5 separate regions of the Sus scrofa genome follow, and all the other regions are linked to region 1. A link is a contact called in public HiChIP or PLAC-seq and promoter capture Hi-C data. All regions are on one chromosome and are shown on one strand. Each heading gives the region's core, a stretch centred on a gene start, on an enhancer-like site or on the middle of the called end of the contact. The rest is flanking DNA. Distances are from core to core; before and after follow the strand shown.

Evidence for each region. Promoter capture Hi-C pulls out the DNA fragments that hold promoters and counts their contacts. HiChIP or PLAC-seq counts read pairs in DNA pulled down with a chosen protein or histone mark.
Region 2: a contact with region 1 is called in an H3K27ac HiChIP or PLAC-seq map of alveolar macrophages. The contact joins the promoter of TRAP1 here to the promoter of TFAP4 in region 1. A contact is called at or near these places in 1 of 5 promoter capture datasets (liver) and 2 of 2 datasets of contacts at active chromatin or transcription factors (alveolar macrophages and skeletal muscle).
Region 3: a contact with region 1 is called in an H3K27ac HiChIP or PLAC-seq map of alveolar macrophages. The contact joins the promoter of GLYR1 here to the promoter of TFAP4 in region 1. A contact is called at or near these places in 1 of 5 promoter capture datasets (fetal liver) and 1 of 2 datasets of contacts at active chromatin or transcription factors (alveolar macrophages).
Region 4: a promoter capture Hi-C map of liver shows a contact between it and region 1, with 5 times the contacts expected there. The contact joins the promoter of C3H16orf71 here to the promoter of TFAP4 in region 1. A contact is called at or near these places in 2 of 5 promoter capture datasets (fetal liver and liver), 1 of 47 Hi-C or Micro-C datasets (liver) and 2 of 2 datasets of contacts at active chromatin or transcription factors (alveolar macrophages and skeletal muscle).
Region 5: an H3K27ac HiChIP or PLAC-seq map of alveolar macrophages shows a contact between it and region 1. The contact joins the promoter of UBALD1 here to the promoter of TFAP4 in region 1. A contact is called at or near these places in 1 of 5 promoter capture datasets (liver), 5 of 47 Hi-C or Micro-C datasets (blood, heart right ventricle, liver and 1 more) and 2 of 2 datasets of contacts at active chromatin or transcription factors (alveolar macrophages and skeletal muscle).

The regions. Positions count from the first base shown.
Region 1 is chr3:38,042,057-38,045,609 of Sscrofa11.1, reverse strand. It overlaps TFAP4 (transcription factor AP-4), which reads right to left and starts at 1,875. Exons shown (of 8, transcript XM_021086701.1): 1 at 1,655-1,875; 2 at 426-567.
Region 2 is chr3:38,534,879-38,538,431 of Sscrofa11.1, reverse strand. It overlaps TRAP1 (TNF receptor associated protein 1), which reads right to left and starts at 1,722. Exons shown (of 18, transcript NM_001243945.1): 1 at 1,634-1,722. The coding sequence starts at 1,709. It overlaps LOC102160050 (a long non-coding RNA gene), which reads left to right and starts at 1,846. Exons shown (of 4, transcript XR_302227.2): 1 at 1,846-2,262; 2 at 3,477-3,553.
Region 3 is chr3:37,553,717-37,557,269 of Sscrofa11.1, reverse strand. GLYR1 (putative oxidoreductase GLYR1) reads right to left here and starts at 1,913. Exons shown (of 16, transcript XM_013995678.2): 1 at 1,789-1,913; 2 at 713-749. The coding sequence starts at 1,826. UBN1 (ubinuclein-1) reads left to right here and starts at 2,015. Exons shown (of 17, transcript XM_021086662.1): 1 at 2,015-2,749.
Region 4 is chr3:37,663,895-37,667,447 of Sscrofa11.1, reverse strand. It overlaps C3H16orf71, which reads left to right and starts at 1,951. Exons shown (of 10, transcript XM_013995684.2): 1 at 1,951-2,026. It overlaps ANKS3 (ankyrin repeat and SAM domain-containing protein 3), which reads right to left and starts at 3,266. Exons shown (of 17, transcript XM_021086672.1): 1 at 3,130-3,266. The coding sequence starts at 3,192.
Region 5 is chr3:37,751,293-37,754,845 of Sscrofa11.1, reverse strand. It overlaps UBALD1 (UBA-like domain-containing protein 1), which reads right to left and starts at 1,584. Exons shown (of 3, transcript XM_021086690.1): 1 at 703-1,584. The coding sequence starts at 822.

The DNA.
Region 1 (3,553 bases), core at 626-3,125:
CGATTCACGGGTTCTGGGGATTAGCACATGCACGTCTTGGGGGCCATTTTTCTGTCTACCATGCTATTCTTTTTTTTTTTTTTTTTTTAATCTTGTCTTTTTAGGGCCGTACCTGCAGCATATGGAGGTCCCCAGGCTAGGGGATGAATCGGAGCTGTAGCCGCCAGCCTACACCACAGCCACAGCAACACCGGATCCTTAACCCACTAAGTGAGGCCAGGGATCGAACTCGAGTCGTCATGGATACTAGTCGGATTCGTTACCGCTGAGCCACTTCAGGAACTCCCTACCATGCCATTCTTAGTTCACTGGCCCACGCAAAACCTGGCAGAGGTTACCATATGCCCCCTCACTTCCACTCCTAGTTACATATCCAGAAGAGTGAAAATAGAGACGGAGACAAATAATTGTATGCTATTACTCACAGCAACGTTATTCTCAATAGCCAGAAGGTGAAAACTGGAGCTTCTGCCGTGACACCACAGGATCGGCAGTGTCTCTGAAGCGCTGGCAACTCCTTAAGTTGTAAGGTGTCCTATAGCATGCGTGAACCTTGAAAACGCGATGCTAGGTGAGAGAAGCCAGATACAAAAAGTCACATGTTGTCTGATTCCACTTACATGAAACGTCTAGAACAGGCAAGTACATCGAGGCAGAAAGTAGAGTAGAGAGTCTACCAGAGGCTGGCGGGAGGGCAAATGTGGCAGGTTATTGCTCAATGGATATGGAGTTCCTGTTTAAGTTGATGGAAATGTTTGGAAATAGTGGTGATGGTTGCACAACATTGGGAATGTAATTAACACGATTGAATTGTACACTGGAAAATGGCACATTTGGGGAGTTCCCGTTGTGGCTCAGTGGTAACCAACCTGACTAGCATCCATGAGGATGAGGGTTCAGTCCCTGGCCTTGCTCACTGGGTTAAGGATTCAGTGTGGCCGGGAGCTGTGATGTAGGTCACAGAAGAAGCTTAGATCCCACATTGCTGTGGCTGTGGTGTAGGCCGGCAGCTGCAGCTCTGATTCAACCCCTACTCTGGGAATGTCCATATGCCAAGGATGCGAGCCTAAAAAAACAAAAAAATAAATAAATTTAAAAATGGCTTTTCTGACCCTAAAGATGTCCAGAAATCACAGGACCACCGACAGAGGGTTACAGAGCTCCTCTCTGCAGCCAAAGTGGGATGTGGCTGCTCTGAAAACGCCATCAGGACAGCCCTTCTCAGACATACACATGGCCTCATTCAAGGCTCGTTGGAAACTCAGGTGAGAGGCAGGAAACCTAAGAACATGGATTTAAACTACAGTCTGGTGGAGGCCGCTGTGGGTTGGGGAGGAGGGATGGGTTTTTCTTGTTTTTAAACTTTTCTCCTACATGTGTGTCTAGCATACTGTTCTCTTTAGATAGACAATGTTTTCTTTGCTTTGGGCGGGGGGGTTGTGTTTTTAGGGCTGCACCTGCATATGGAGGTTCCCACGTTAGGGGTCGAATCAGAGCTGCAGCTGCCAGCCTACACCACAGCCACAGCAATGCGGGATCCGAGCCACATCTGCGACCTAAACACCACAGCTCACAGAAACGCTGGATCCTTAACCCACTGAGCGAGGCCAGGGATTGAACCCGCAGCCTCATAGATACTAGTCGGATTTCTTACCGCTGCGCCATGATGGGAACTCCTGGATAGGCAGTGTTGATGGTCATTTCCCGTTGCTGCAAAACAAATGTCCACAAACTTACTGGCTTGAAACCGCACCATGTATCCATCTCATGCGCAGTTCAGGCCTCAGAAGGCCAGGCGTGGTGTGCCTGGGCTCGGGGCGCACAGTCCCACAGGGTGAGATCAATACAGTCTCATTAGGGGCTTCCAGCCTCTCCCAACCTCCCCGGGTCTCAGCAGGATTCAGTTCCTTGCGGCAGCAGGACTGAGGGCCCGTTGTCTTGCTGGCTGTTGGCTGGGGTCCGTTCTCAGCTCCGAAAGGCCATCCTCAGGTCCTTGTCCTAGGGCACCTCCATCTGAGTGTCCCACACATGGCCTCCCCCTCTCGCTCTGAATCTCTTCCCGCCTTTTCCGCAGCAGCAGCAGAAAGCTCTGCCTTTCCGGGGCCTGTGTGAGTAGATCAGGGCCGCCTGGACAACCTCTCGAAAGGGCAGCTGCACCAAGTAAGAACATCATCACAGGAACGACATATTTATTCAGATGCCACCCACCCTCTTTCGTCTTTTCTTTTTTTTTAGGGCCACACCCGTGGCATATGGAGGTTCCCAGGCTAGGGGGCCAGTTGGAGCTGTAGCTGCCGACCTACACCACAGCCACAGCAATGCCGGATCCTTAACCCACTGAGCGAGGCCAGGGATTGAACCCATGTCCTCGTGGATACTAGTCAGGTATCCAGATTCTGCCCACTATCAATGAGAGGGAGTCCACGAGGGCAAAGGTCACTGGGGGGGGGTCATAGGAGAATTCTGCTCCCACAGATGGGGGAACCTGAAGGAGGTGAGAGAAAGCTAATGAACTTCCCCAAGGACGTACAGAGAATTGGAGATGGGGCCTGAAAAGAAGTCTAGGGCCTCAAACTTAATTTGAGGACTTTTCCTCTACGCAAATATGCCAGGAGCGGGGGATGGACGAACCTGATGGCCTTTTCAGCCCTGGTTGGTCTTTGAGGTCCCAGCCTGCTTGGGGGCAGTGGGGGTGGGGGTAGGGGTGGTGTGTATCCCAGCTGTTGGAGCAGAGAGGAGACTCCAGAGAACCAAAAAGCCTCTGCCCAGGAGAGTATCCTGAATGCTCCTAGAAAGGCAGAATGGGGGTCAGACGCCTCTGATGGGTTTGGAGCAAACCTCATTATCTGGCAATGCCCTGGTCCCTTTTCCTACCCTAGTCTCAAGGAGACCTCTGGCCACCAAGGCTGGGATCCCCAACCACTAGGGGGCGCCCGACACACGCCATGTTTTTGTGCAAGCTGAGCCTGAACAGGATTGGGGAACCCAAGGCAGGTATTGGGGTAGAAGGCTGATGGCACACCTCCCCACAGCCCCACAGCCCTGCAGATCCCAAGGCACCAGGCTTGTCTGGTTGCCCACATACCCTGACCCCCCCAACAGATGCCCACTTCCTTGTAATAACTGAGTCTGGTTCACTTTGCTCACAAGCAAGTCCTTCGAAAGGGGAAGGGAGTCCCCCTGTGACATGTCTCCTTTCCCCCCGACTTTGTTCCCACACCCCCAGGTTTCCAGGCCTGAGGCTGAAGCCCACAGGGAGGGCTCCTGCCCTTCCCTCCCCTCCACCAGCTCACCCTGTCCTGGGCCCCCCAAGGAAACGTCCCTCTGCTTTTCAACACCAGGTCATCGGCTTCGACTGGGTGCACCCCCTTTATAAAAACTCAGCAAATGGCCACCTAGCTGGACTGTTTTGGTTTTAGACAGAAATGGCTGTCTGACCACTTCCTCTGTTCAATGTAAGCAGACGGGGCGGCTATAGCAACCCCACCAGGCAGACTAGGACCCTGGGACTGCAGAGCAGTAAAGGGGGGACCTGACGTCCAGCCTGGGCCCT
Region 2 (3,553 bases), core at 473-2,972, 490 kb before region 1:
CGCCCAACTACTTTACAAGTATGAGGGCAAAACAAAAAAATTTTTAGACATATGGGGCTTAGAAAATTTTCAACACACTGACTTCTGCAGAACTAACACAAGAGTGTACTCTGGTAAAAACAGAAAACAAATCCAAAAAGGAAGGAAGATGTTAGATACAAGTAACAATAATCTACAAACATTTGTTAATGCATGTCCTTTTATTTTACTGAAAAAAAAAAAAATTTCTTTTTTTGGCTCCCCCCCCACCCCCCGTGGCACATGGAAGTTCCCAGGCCAGGGATGGAATCCCAGCCGGAGCTATGATCTATGCCACAGCTGCAGCAAAACCGGACCCTCAACCCACTGAGCCGCAGCTGGAACTCTGCATGTTATTTTTAAAGAATCATTGTTTAAAAAGACCACGCCAAAATTTAAAACTCAGATAACAGAGAAAAATGTGAAAGATATGAAGAGGAAATTCAAAGAATATCAGCCATTAAACAAATGAAAACATTACTAGTATCCATGCAAATGTAAGTTAAACAAGGTAGTTTATAAACCATCAGTTTGGAAAAGATTTAACATCCAGTGTTGGAAAAGATGCCTTGACATAGGTAGTCTCATTCCCTGCCAATGAGACTATAAATTGATAAAGCCTGACTTCTTGAACAGCAGTTTAGCAAAATCAACCACCATTTCAAGCACACACTAGCTCCACACCATCAATTCTAAAATTCTAATTCTGTAATATCACTGTAAAGGCATAGACCGGTGCATGCTGACACGAAAAGATGTCTAAGCCAATCTGGAGCTTTAAAAAACAAAACAAAACAAAACAAACCCGCAGCACAGGGTATATATGGTTTAGGCCTTTTTACGCAAAAACTGTTCGACGTATCTATTTCCGTACATCAGCAACTGCGTGTGGAAAGCCTGGAAGGAACGCCAAGACGTTCTCACCGGTGGTTACTTCCGAGCGGGGAGTGAGGACAGACAGCGGTCGTTCTTTCTTTTCAACATTTACTTGAGCACCTACCAATTCCAGGCCCTGGGGATACGGCGGTCAACAACCCCAAGTCCACGGGCTGCACGAAGGCCAAGGTGCCGGTTCTGTGGGTTTCGCGGCCGCGTGCCGCGCTGGGCCCACTGGGCATTCCGATTTGTGTCGAATGAAGGACTGACCAAGGGGGCTTATGCGTTACTCGTGCATAAATCAACTTGGGCGGAGGGGAGGAATAAGAGCGCAACTAAGGTACTTAAGTAATCACCCTGGGGAAGCCCGTTCCCAGCGCACACAATCCCCTGAAAGCGCCTTCGGCTCCGCGAGCGAGGAGACCGCGGTCCCTCCGCCTCAATCCGGCCCGAGGAGCCCGTTGGGAAGAACCCGCTGCTGCAGTCACGCGGGCCCGGGTTCAACCCCGTGACCTCCGGGGAACCCCTGCAGCCCGGCGCTGGACCCAGCCAGGTGACCCCAGGGCGCTCAGCGTTAGCCGCTCACCACGCTAGAGCGCGTACACCGCAGAATATCCGCCGCTGCGCGAGGAGGTTCCGTCACCGCGCCTCCCACGGAGAAAAGGGGTTCGGGCCCCCGGGAGCTCTGCGCGTCCCCGTCCCCGCTCGCTCTCCACCAGCCCTGCACAGCCGCTCTCACCTCCCCGGGCGGCAGCCAGCGCCGGCGCCCGCAGGCGGTGGCCCCACAGCAACAGCGTCCGCAGCTCGCGCGCCATGTCGGCCTTCCAGAGAGGGGGGCGGGGTCAGGGCAGGGCCTGCTCCGGCGCGGCGCGCCGACGTCACGGCGCGCGCCCGGCTGCCCGGTCTGCGGCCTGCGCCGGCGGGTGGGCGGGGCTCGCCTGGAGCGGGAGCGGTCGGCCTGCGCCGCCGGGACAGTCGGGCCTGGGGGCGGGACCTCCGTGACCTTGTGTCGCGTTATCAAGGGCGACGACTGTGCGCCCGGGGCCGCCGGGCGGCCCTCGTCTGCCCATAAGTCTCGGTTTGTCCATCCCAGAAATGGGGCAGACGTTCGCCTCCACGGTAGAGAGTTTGAAAAGACGGCGATGGGGCAGAAGCAGCTCACATCCCTGGGGTCTTTATAAGTCACGGGCCACCGGTCCGGACTGCTGAAAGTCAGTCTCTTCCAACCAAACCAGGGCAGGCCAAATAGCTACAAAGAGTAAAAGGGAGAGTTTCAGGCTTGACTTGTCTCTCCCAAAACTCTGGCGCCAACGCCCACCAGCAAAACTGGGCTTATTCATTCATTACAATTCTCTCGCCTTCCTGGAGGTAAGACTCTGGTTGGGGACTCCAACCATCAGCTTCCTTTCTCATAGAGTTGCAGACCACGTAAAATGCATATTCTCCAGCACCAAAGTAGGGCTCAGGCGGCTCCCCAGAAGATTATGAGACTGAAGACTCGCTGCCACGATCAAATAATTGCAGAAAAACGGGTTGAGATTTTTGACAAGGTCTGCAAAGAACAGAAGCCGGGAGAGTGTTCCCCGGTGGGGTCTGGACGTATCTGGGGCCGCAGGGAGGGGATGTCGGGGAACACTTTCAGGTGGAAGTTGTCAAGGCTGATCCGCAAGTTACAGGCTCAAGCAACTGAGAAGGGGAACATACACGAAGTGGGAAGATGGGAATGGAAGGGCAGGAGTTCTCTCACCTGGAAGACCCCAGCAGCCTCCTGTCTGGCCCCCATGCTCCACACAGCAGCTGATCATACATAGACTCCTCAATCAGGGTCCTCCAATGGTTTCCCTGCATAGTCACTTCCAAACCCCTTCTGCTTTGCATAACCTCCAAGCCCTGCATAACCTGACCCCCAGTTTTCTTCCTCCCTCACTCCAGACTCGCTGAGCTAGTGCCAGGCAGAGTGTTCCTAGGATGTCACTGAGTTGAGGGGTCTCAGCCTCACATTTCGTTGGTTGACCGCTTCACTCAGGAAATCATCTCATTTGTAGGACATGATATATTGGTTTACAGGGCAATAGATCTAGCTTGGGGAGCCCTTTGATTTCAGGACAGGGAGGTGGTATTTGGTAAAGGGAGGAGAGAGACAGACGGTGGCTTCAGTTAAGCAGGGACGGGCTCCACCAAGGCAAGTGAAACCCAGGCTCTGCGGGGGGCAAATCTATTAGGTTCCAGCCACACCCACCAGGGCCTTTTGTCCTGTCTTGGCCTGTGCCCTTCAGAGATATATCCTCAGCCACAGAAGTGTGTGATGGTGCGTCCTCTGGTAGCCAGGAACTGGGACTTTTTAAAGTGCCCAGGGATCCAAGCTGGTCTGGAGCGGGTCATGAGCAGATTTCGGCCCCCGTGCAGAGAAGGAAAATGGAAGTGGGGAAAGAATGATTAGATGCGGATGTACTTCAGTTGACTTCATGGAGGCTGGCAGGGAGTTGCTTGGGGAGACGGAAATAGGAGGGGAAGGGTGCGGGGCTCCAGCTTTGAGCCCTCGTACCTTCCTTCAGGACTCACCTGTCAATTGGCTCCTCCAGGGACTGAGTGTCACTGCTTAGAGACCCATCAACCAGCACTTGCGGAGTGGACAGACTCGCTGCTTGTCTGGAGTTCA
Region 3 (3,553 bases), core at 664-3,163, 490 kb after region 1:
ATCCCTTTTACTAAAACGGCCCTGTTTTAAAAGCAGACCAACATCATTACCTCCTGTAATGTGACCCTGTCATTATGGAAGAAACGCAGAAAACACTCTTAAAAATACCTCTGTGCAGGAAGAGTTCAGACAGGTCAACAGTGACAATGAAGTAACAGTGACAACACCGAGACACTGAAAATGCCATACTGCAAAGAGTCTGAAGACATTTCCTAGGCTCCAAACAAGAATATAAAAACAGATCGGTTGGAAAGCTATGAAGGATCACTTCGTGCAAAACGTGGAATGCCAGCTTCTGCAATGCACTGGAGCAGCACATATGGTAAAATGCAAAGAAGATTTAAACTCAGTGGGACAAAAATACTTTGACTTTTCACTAGCCTACATTTAGATTTTTCTTACTGGAAAATTTGTTTTCTTCTCCATTTATTAGATTTATGTGCAAAGCTAAATTCAAGTTAGAAAGGATTTTCAGGATGAAAAGACTTTTCCACAAACCACCTCTGATTCAAGAAACAATAACATACTGTAGATTTAATGACGTGGTTTAAATTACACTGCCTTTTCTAAAAAAACTGACAGTGGAGGAAAAAAAAATTCTCCAATGTTATTTAAATAGGCCCAGTTAAACTCAATGTTAGGAATTCAAGGGACTGCATCTTATACTCTCCACCTCCTCAAACTCAACTTCAGATGTCCGCCAGTCACTCACCTTTCCCGGCCAAGGAGGATACCGGCCGAGTTTCCCCCTAGAGAAAACACAAAGAGTCAGCATTTGCCCTGGAAAGGCCAGTCCGTCTCCTTCAACCCACTCAACATGCAATTTATTTTCCTAAATCTCCCCTTCGACGCTCAAGTGCCAGAATAGAAAAAGCTGGGAACCAGAAGTTCTTATTGTGGCATCCACAGCTGGGCCCAAGAGGCCCAAACCCCTCAGAAATGCAATGCAAAACTGTAAACTTGTGTGCATTCTTCCGGTGACAAGGGATACAGAAAAACAAAACTACCAAGAGTCGTTTGTCCAGAACCTCCCCGGGACGTGACGAGGGTGGCGGGACGGTCTGCTGTGTAAACACAGACTTCCCCTTACAAAGTCTGGTTTCATCCCCCAACCCGGCTTTGACAAATGCTAATGGAAATCCTTCCTCTAGACTGAGAAATGAGCTACGCAGCTCAGCTGGAGGGAGGCGGCGACAGTAAGTCTTGGTTCGGGCGGTTGTCTGGGACACAGAAGCAGACCAGGGGAAGCACCCAAGGAGAAACTGGTCCCTGCCAAACCTCCAGTTGTAAAGGAGAAGTCCCCACTCCGTTTCTTCACAGGACAGTGCCAGCAGCCCGGTTTCGACACTCCCGGCTGAGCCGCCCGCACCGGTCGGTGCCATCGCAAGGCGGGTTTCGACGGGCAGGCTGGGACGCGATGGCTCCGCAGGCTCCCCGGCTCTCCCGCTTTCCCGGGAGCCCCAACCAGACCCCGAGGCGAGGACCGGGCGTCCGCGGGAGCCGCGCGGCGCTGGGCACTCCCCAAACGGTGGCCGCTGGAGTCCGGGTCCTGTGCGCAGCCCTCTCCACAGCTCAAAGCCGGGTCCGCCGCGGCCACCCTCGGCCTCAGTCCCCCCGGGCCAGGCTGCCCCTTCCGCCCGGCGTCGCTCCCAGCGCCCGCACCCCGCCTCGCCCACTCTCCGCCACCTGAAGCGAAGAGAAAGGCAGCCCCGGGGCGGGCTGCGAACCCCACGCACAGGGAGGCAACTCCCCAGCGCACATCACTCGGCCCGGGCCGCCTGGACTCACCACACCAAATCGCCGAGCCGCAGACTCACAGTCGCCATCTTACCACCCAACCACCGCCGGCGCACGGGCAGCCGGGAACATCAGGTCGTCCCGGTGCCGCCCATTGGAGTGAGCCCGGTCACGTGACGGGGGCTGACCGTAACCGGACACGCCGCTGCTCTGACGTCACCGCGCCCGCCCAGGCTCATAGGCCGGCCTAGCGGCACGTGACCCGGGCGCCGCGGTCTCCGCGCGCCGGAGCCCGGAGACTCCCGGCTTCTTCCCCCTCCCTCCGGCTCGTGACAACGTAGCGCAGCGGTCTGAGGCGGCGGCGACGGTGCGGCCGGCGGAGCGAGCGAGTCCCCGAGCTAGGGAGCAGGTCCTGCGGCCCGCTCCGCCCCAGGGCCCTGGCCTTCAGCCCCTCCCCCTCGGCGCTTCCGTTACGGCCGTTAGTCCTGCGCGGGCCCGGGGCCGCCCGCGTCTCCGAGCCGGCAGCTGCCCTGACGGACTTCGGCGCGGCCTGGAAGCCAGCCTCCGCCCGCGCCCGGGGCCTCGCGCCCGACGGGCTCTTCGCGGCCGCGCCCGGAGGGCGGACAGGTCCTTCGGAGGGTGGACAGGTCCTTTGGAGCGCTCTTTCTAACGGCCGGCGTCCAGGGAGAGGCTCCGATCCTGCGTCCGCGTCGCACGTTCTCCTGGGGCGCAGTGCTGCCCGTCCCGAAGTCCCAAGTTGCCCGGCCGACGTGGAGCCGGCGTCTCTCTGCTTCCTCCTGGGCCGGCGCGTCGGCACGGCCGGCGAGGCCCCCCGGGCGCGCGGGGACCGGGCCATGGGCCGTGGCGCGGGCCGGCCGACCGCCGGGAGGCATGGCTCGGTGGCCGGCCGCTAGCAGCGCGGCAGCCCGGGCTCCCGGGCCGGCATGAGGACGGCCACGGGGGAACGAGTGCGGCCCGCGGGGCCGTAGCCTGCGTCGCGCCGGGGACAAAGGTACGTGTCTTTGTGGGAACTGGGCTCTCACGTAAGCTTTGTTGTGGTTTGACACTTTTAGGGAAGTTGGAAACAGGCTGTTTTGACAACAGGAAGGCAGACGCTAAGCGTAGTTTCAGTATGTTCAAACTAAACCATTGAATGGGGAATCTTGAATAACAAGCAGTTTAGCACAGCGTCTGCCTAAATATCACCATCGCAGATAGAATGTAAAACATTTTAAAAAGGTTCCAATCTCAGTTTGAGAACCCAGGGAGTCTAAGTCAAGTGTTAACTTACCCGGGACTTTTCTTGAGTCACCGCCTGCATGAAAGAGTGGCAGGTCCACGGGCATCTCTCATAGGTGTCGTGTTATACAGAGACTGGGTGTAAACGGGAAGTTTTTAGCGAACTGACTTGTCCGAAGCCTGGTTTCTCTTTGGAATTCAGTTTCGCTGAAGTACCATCAGCTAGTTTCAGGAAGTGTCATTTACTGGTAACTATTTTGTGTTGTTTTAAATACAAATCTATGATTTAAAGCGTATTTAAGTTTCCAAGAGGGAACACTAAAATTCAACACACCTTCCTAACTTAATTTTTGAGGAATCGAAGGGTACGTTAATGACTTCATAAAATACACAGATCTTAAATCAACATCACATTGGACCTAGAGACATTCCCATTACAGTCAGGAACATGGCAAAGAATATATTGTCTAACATTCTGGCAGTTCTAGCCAATGCAACAAGACATGAAACAAAAATAAAACGTATTTTTTCGGAAAGTAGGAGACAAAATTTTTCTTCTGTGAATGTTACTCGACAG
Region 4 (3,553 bases), core at 702-3,201, 380 kb after region 1:
GGGACTGGTGTATAGGAAAGGCCAACTGACTAGGAATCCACCAGCATTCCCTTGAAACTGGGAGAGATGACGGGGACGGGCTAGACTAGTAAATGTGTGGGGTGACACCTTCCCCGAGATGGGACACCAGGATGAAGACTTCGAGGAATCCTAACTCATCAAACCCACGTCATCAGCTTCCTAGTAGAACTCTTATCCCCGGAGAGACATCTGTCTCCTTTTCTCTTCTGGGTGGAGGGAAGAACAAGGACAAAAGTGTGGAAAAGGAAGAGAAGGAAAAAAAAGAAAACCCCTTCCAGTTCAGGGGACCCGAAAGTACAGGTGCACAGGCGCCATGAGCACCTCTGTCACTACTAAAGAATGCTTCCAAGCACGAGGGGACAGCCAAGATGGCCAAATAACAAACAAGCCACCAGCTAGGGGAACAGTCCGGCAGCCCTTGGCCAGAGTATGTGTAATCAAGTTCAGAGCAAAGCCTGCTTCCTGGATCCTCCACACCACACCGGTGGGCGAGAGAGCAACCAGCTCTCTCGCTCTGCAGGTGGGAACCCCCAACCTGAACAGTCCTGGCCACAGAGCCTGGATAAGGATCCAAAGCTGAGCATCAGTTCAGTTCTCCTTTCACTGGATCCCTCAAACCTTCTTTGGGTGTGTCTCTTCTACTCTGCATACGCCTTCCAGGGTGAGACCCAGGTTTTATTGGAGACTCACCTGTCTGACACCTTTCCCATCGCTAAGAGGCAATGAGAACCAGACCCCCACTCAAGGAGCCCGAGGAGGGAGAACTGGGAGGCTAAGAGAGCATAAAGCTACTACTACTTCCTTTCTCACCCTGCCACACGCCAGCTGCTCTACAATGATGGGGTATTGGTTATGAACAAAATTATATTCAAGCATGTACCACGGTATACTTGAAGAAAATCTACACATCGCTTCCAAAACTAATTTGAAGGAAGTAGCACTGTAAATACTACATTTTAATTCTCGTTCTACCTTTGTGTCCTATCCATCCTGCAAAATGCTAAATTATGTTTGTTTGTTTGTTTTTAATTTTACGGCCGCACCTGCGGCATATGGACGTTCCCGGCCCAGTGACTGAATCCCAGACGCAGCTGTGGCAACGCGGGATCCTTCAACGCACTGCGCCACAGCGGGAACTCCAATATCCGTTACTTCTGAAATAAGCAAAAAAAATCAACAACAAAATGACGCTGGTGATAACTGTCACGCTCGCAGGGAGGAGTTCTGGAAAAGCCCGAGGGCACCCGGTCCCGCCCCGGGGCATAGGTCCTCCGCGGGGCCGGGTATCCAATCTCGTTCTCAGACCCTGGGGAAGGAACCTAGGGAATAACCGGAGCATCTACAGCACTGACATCCCTTGGCGCCTCCTCCCAGAAACCCTACTCGGCACTTGGCTTTATCCTCCCCGTTCTCCAGCTGCAAAGCGGAAGCTCAGAGTCTGAAACTCCTGCAGCGAGCCAGCCACACCGCTGGGACGCCCCGCGGGTGGGCAGCAGGTGCGGGCACCAGGCAGGGCAGGGCCGCCGCGGAACCTACCTGCTCTGGGCCTCGGGCCCTGGGCCGTCCTGGGGCTGCCGCCAACCCGCGTCCGCTCGCCGCGGCGCTTCCCCAGCTGCGCCCGCCGGAGGAACCCTCCACGCGGGCCGCCGCCACAGCCTCCAAATCCCGCCGCCCTGCTCCCGCCCCGGAAGTGGTTGCGGGAGGCGCGGAGCACGCCGGGACGCTCGCGGGTCTGCGGGGGAGTTCCAGGGGCTGTGGAGTTCGTCATTCCCGCTCCCGGACCTTCCGGTCAGCTCGCCCAGCTCATTGTGTGACGCCAGGGGCAGCCAATGATCAGGGGGGAGTAGCCTTGCCCCGCCCCCCCACTGGCCAGGAGAACCAATCTTGTTTCAGGATAGGCAGGACGCGCCAAGTCCCGGAGGAGGAGCGGGGGAGGTTGGGAAACGGTTGGCAGTCCAGTAACGTAAGACTGCTGAGCGGAGATACGAAGGCGGCGAAAGCCCCTGTAATTGCCCTGCGATCCGAGGGGGAGAATAAGACAGGAGGGCTGCGATCGAGGCTGTTTATAGCCCTGTTGCGACTGCGCTGGGAGGGGAGGCTGAGGCTTAGGTCGGTGGTGAGTGGCCTCGGGCCTACCGCAGCTGCAGAGATAAATGTTGAGAGTTGGACGGAGCGGGCGAGAAAGAGGGGCTGGGAGTCGGTGGGAGGACGCGAGAAAGGTTTTCAGGTTTCCGAGCTTTAAAATTTAAAAACTCGGAGTTCCCGTCGTGGCGCAGTGGTTAACGAATCCGACTAGGAACCATGAGGTTGCGGGTTCGATCCCTGCCCTTGCTCAGTGGGTTAACGATCTGGCGTTGCCGTGAGCTGTGGTGTAGGTCGCAGACACGGCTCGGATCCTGCGTTGCTGTGGCTCTGGCGTAGGCTGGCAGCTATAGCTCCGATTCGACCCCTAGCCTGGGAACCTCCATATGCCGCGAGAGTGGCCCACGAAATAGCACAAAGACCAAAAAAATTAAAAAAATAAAAAAAAATAAAATTTAAAAACCCGACCTAGGAGGACGTTGGCGTCTAGTTGTCATAACAACTAGCCCCAGGCAGTGGGAAGGGGTGGGGTTTGGGGCGGGGCTAACGGGCCGCCGCCAAGAAACGGACGCAGAGGCAGTCAGGATTCCCCCGGACTGGATCTGCTATTTCGCGTAGTGTTTTGACGTAATCCTTACCAGCTGGGTGAGCGGAGCTCCTCCCCCTGGCGTTCAGGACCCTTCCGATCTGGTCCGTTTGCACGTCATTTTCCAGTAACTGAAACCTTCCTCCCCCAACTTGTTGGCAATTTTCACTCCTCTGAGCTCTTACCTGCTCTTCCCGCAGGCTGCAATGCCTTTTCCTCCCCTAGTGCTTTATCCTCCTGGGGAACAGCAGTAGTAGTCACCTCTGGTAGTCCCTCTCACCCAGGTGATTTTGTTGCCCTCTGATCTGCTCCCCCAGCCAGAGAACACCCCGTGATCTATCTACCAGATGCATCCTCACTCTGCTCTTCCCAGGTCAGAGTGCACCAAGCTCCTGCCCCCGCTCCTGTGAACGCAGAAAGAGCAAGACACCCCCACTCACCTCTCCTGCTTCTTCCCTGTTGGGGGCCATTGCTGGGGCAGGAGTGTTCTTTTCCCACTGCATAGTTACAGAGGCCTCTCAGGCTGCAAGTACTCTCCAGACGCTGGCTCTGAAGAACCATCAAGCCACATCTCAAAGCCCCCTTGATCCTGAGAGACTGGGCCTTCTCCTGTTAGACTCTGGGATTAAAGAAAAAGGGGGGGTTGTATAAGGAGTTAAACTGAGTGTCAACTCCCCCCCCCCAAAAAGTGTCTTGGGGACTCCAAAGTGTCTCTAGTCTGTTCCTTTGTAAGGCAGCAGTAAAGGGCGGTTGAGCTTGAAATACCCTCTGACTTGGATACAAATTCTGTTTTTAGGGCCACAGCTGCAGCATATGGAGGTTCCCAGGCTAGGTAGGGGTTGAATCAGAGATACAGCTTCTGGT
Region 5 (3,553 bases), core at 335-2,834, 290 kb after region 1:
CTGTACACTCGTGTGCACATGCGTAAGCACCGTTTGCAAAACGGCGACCAGTGTGTACACGGAACACACCCTCCCCCCCCACCCGCACCCGTGCCCCGGGTGGACTGCGTGTTTACACGTGCCCACACGTAGCGTGGCGCGTGCGTAAATACAAATGCACATGTACGTGGACACGCGGCACCGGGCTGCCCATCCAACACACAGACCGTCAGACCCACACACGGCGGGCAGCTGCGCCCGCGGGCTCGGGGCTCCCATATCCAAGGTGGGGGCGGCGAGGGCCCGGCTCAGGCCAGTGCTGGGGCGTCCTTCTTCCTGCCGCCCGCCCAACTGTCCGTCGGGGCCTCGGCGCCGCCTCGCCTTGGCCATTACCAGAACAAAACGCGGGGCGGGGGGATCCCCGTAACCCGGCCGCCGGGGAATGGGGGGGCGGGGATTAGGAGCCAGGCTGCCCCTCCCGCCCACCCGGAGCGGGCTGCGTTTCCGGGGGCCGCGTAGACACGGCCGCGCAGCCGGGCCTGACCCACACGCCGCGTGTGCGCGCTGGGGCCCGGACGCCGGGGCGCGCGACCGCCGGAACACCGGGCCGAGTGCGCGGGCCCGGCCCCGGCACAGCCGCACGTGTCCACACCGGCCCGCACACACCCCGCAGCACGCGCCGCCACGGGGGACGGACACCCGCGCCCCGGCCCGGCCGCGCACCTCAAACTGCCAGTGGGCCGCCTGCAGCAGCTGCTTCGCCTGGTCGGCTGCGCAGCCCGCCGTCAGCACGAACTGGTTGATCATGACCTGGTGCTTGAGCTCGTCCATGTTCACGGACATGGCGCCGCCGCCGCCGCCGCCTGCCCGCTCCGGCCTCCAGCCGCCGCGCGCTCCTCCGCCTCACGCGTCCACCATTAGCGAGCCGGCTCCGGCTAATACAAATATTTACTGTGCGGCTCTGACTCACCGAGCCTCGCCTCACTCCGGGCCGCGGGGGGCATGCTGGGAGATGTAGTCCCGCGCCGCTTCCGCCTCGCCCGGACGGGAGCTGCAGGCCGGGCCGGCCCGAGGGTGTGTCTGAACATTGGGCGCCTTTTGCGTACAGGACCAGGACGAGCACGCAGCTCTGGGGGCCCCGCGCCCCATCCCCGACACTGAGGAGGGGTCCGGAGGCGAGGACTCCAGACTGCATGGGCGCAAACGCGGGTCGCAGGATATTGGCTAGGACCCGAGGATCCCGACCCCCAGGGTGGTTGGCAGCCCTCTGTGTCGAGCGGGCGCACTATTGGGCAGTGGGGTGGGGGGAGAAGTTGGGATTTTGGTACAAATCGGCAGCACTAGGGCCGTAAGACCCAGAAGGCCTGGCACACAGTGGGCGCTTATATAAATACCCGTTCAGTGACTGAATGAATCTGCCCTTCAGAGTTCTGCCTAAAGTCACAGCCTCCAGAAAGCCTTCCGAGTCTCCCCAGCACAGAGTCCAAGCTCGCCTCGCCCACTCGCGACGCGGGTCCCTCCCCGGCCTGGCGCTCAACCAGGCTCACAGTAGGCTCGATGTACGGCTGAGGAAGGGAGGGCGGCCTAGGGGTACTCTCCGCTCAAGGTTCCCACTTTCCCACGCAAAATCTCGTGCGCTTTGCCGGAAATCTCGGCTTTCAGACTGCGGGCGCCAGGACCGCGCGGAGCCAGTTCCGGGATGGCCCTGAACTCCAATTCCCAGAATGCCTCGGTTTATTTGCATCTTCAGTCCTGAGTGACGTCAAGTGAGTGAGGCCGCACCTTAGCCAATGGGCGGTCGCGCGGTGTTAGGACCTGGCCATATAAGGTAAACAAAGCTGGCCGCCCAATGAGGCAGCGGCGGGGGCGGGCGGGGGCACGTCACGTGGATGGCGGGGGCGGGGTTGAAGAGCGCTCGGGGGTGGGGTGTTGCGGGCTGTGTTTACAGCTCCGCACGCTCGTCTTCCGGTTGACGTCTCAGATCTGGTGTGCGGGGTGCCTGGCGGATTCGGAACTGGCGGGAGGGGTGGAAGGCTCAGTCACCTCCGCCCAGAATGACCTTATCCAGATTCCTCTCGCTCCCTGGCCCCAGTTTCATTAGACGAGAAGCTATTTATTGGGTCCTTACTCTGTGCCTGGTCCCAGGTACAGAGAACAAACTCTAAAAAAGGGTGGGCTGGGGGCAGGGGTGGGGGCATGCGTCAAAATTCCCAGGGACAGGTGTTCTCTTGTGGTGCAGCGGGTTAAGGAGCTGGCGTTATCACCACTGTGGCTCGTATTACTGCTGTGGCAGGGGATCCCCCTAGTCCAGGAACTTCCACTCGCTGTGGGCTTGGCCAAAAAAAAAAAAAAAAAAAAAAATTCCAAGGGCAGATGTAGAAAGCTTGGGCGGTGCCCTCAGGAAGGAAACCGGCACAGGCCCTGGAGGTGGTGGGTTAAAGGCCAGCCATAGAGGGCCTTCAATAGATCTGATCCAGTGTCCGCATTAGGGTCACTGTGTCTGAACATTGTGGAGACCAGATGTGGGGGGGAGGTCCATTCCAGTTCAGGTGATGTCCTGGGTGTGTCTGGTTCCAGGGCAGTCCGTCTCTGCTCAGGGCCTTGTTGCAGAATTGGATTGAACAAAAGCACTGTCCCACCCGGGGGCAGGTGCATGGAAGGAGGACTTGCAGTGCTCTCTGAAGAGCGCTTCGTGGGTCCCTGAACTCTTCCAGGGAGGGTTATCTTTGGCTGGTGGGAGGGCCATTGTGGGGGACTAGTGGACTAGACCTGAAATATCCCAAGTTATGGGGGCTTGGGCACTGGTATGGGGGGGTGTGAGGGGGGGCTGGAGCCCACCTCTTTGTTCAGTGGATTAAGGATCTGGTGTTGCTGTGAGCTGTGGTGTAGGCCGACAGCTGCAGCTCTGATTGGACCCCTAGCCTGGGAACCGCCATATGCCACAGGTGCAGCCCTAAAAAGACAAAAGACAAAAAAAAAAAAAAAAAGAATGGCCTTTCACCTTTACAAAACATCATACATGACTTAATGCAGCCAAAGCACTTGGCACAGCACGGGGGTAGGCGGCTCTAAATGTAGTTACTGCTACATCCTTACCACTGGGACAGTAAGGCATGGTGGAAGGTGAGCAGGCTCTGGAGCCAGACAGACCTAAGTGTCAGTCTCGACTCTGCCACTTAATGATTCTGATGTTAGGACATGGTCCTCCGGCTCTAAGCTTCAGTTTCCTCATTTGTGAAACCCAAGGTAAGAGCTCAGAGCTCTCCCAGGACTGCTCTGGCAGATTAATGCCAGTGAGGTGCTTGGCATGGGCTTGGTGCTCGGAGCACCATTTCTTTGCCTCCACCCGGACTGCTCTAGGGGACCCAAGCCCCATTTTACAGATGAGGAAACCGAGGTTGGAATCCAAACCTCTTTACACTCTTGACAGTGTTCAGAGCCCGTGGAGGAGAGCAGGCGCCCAGTGAGCAGCAGGTGTGTTTCTGGCAAAGGAGGATGGGCACTGCCCTGGCAGGACCCACTGGGGGCTTTTCTTGCTTAGCGAGAGAGGGAGTACCTTCGCTCAGGTGCCTGC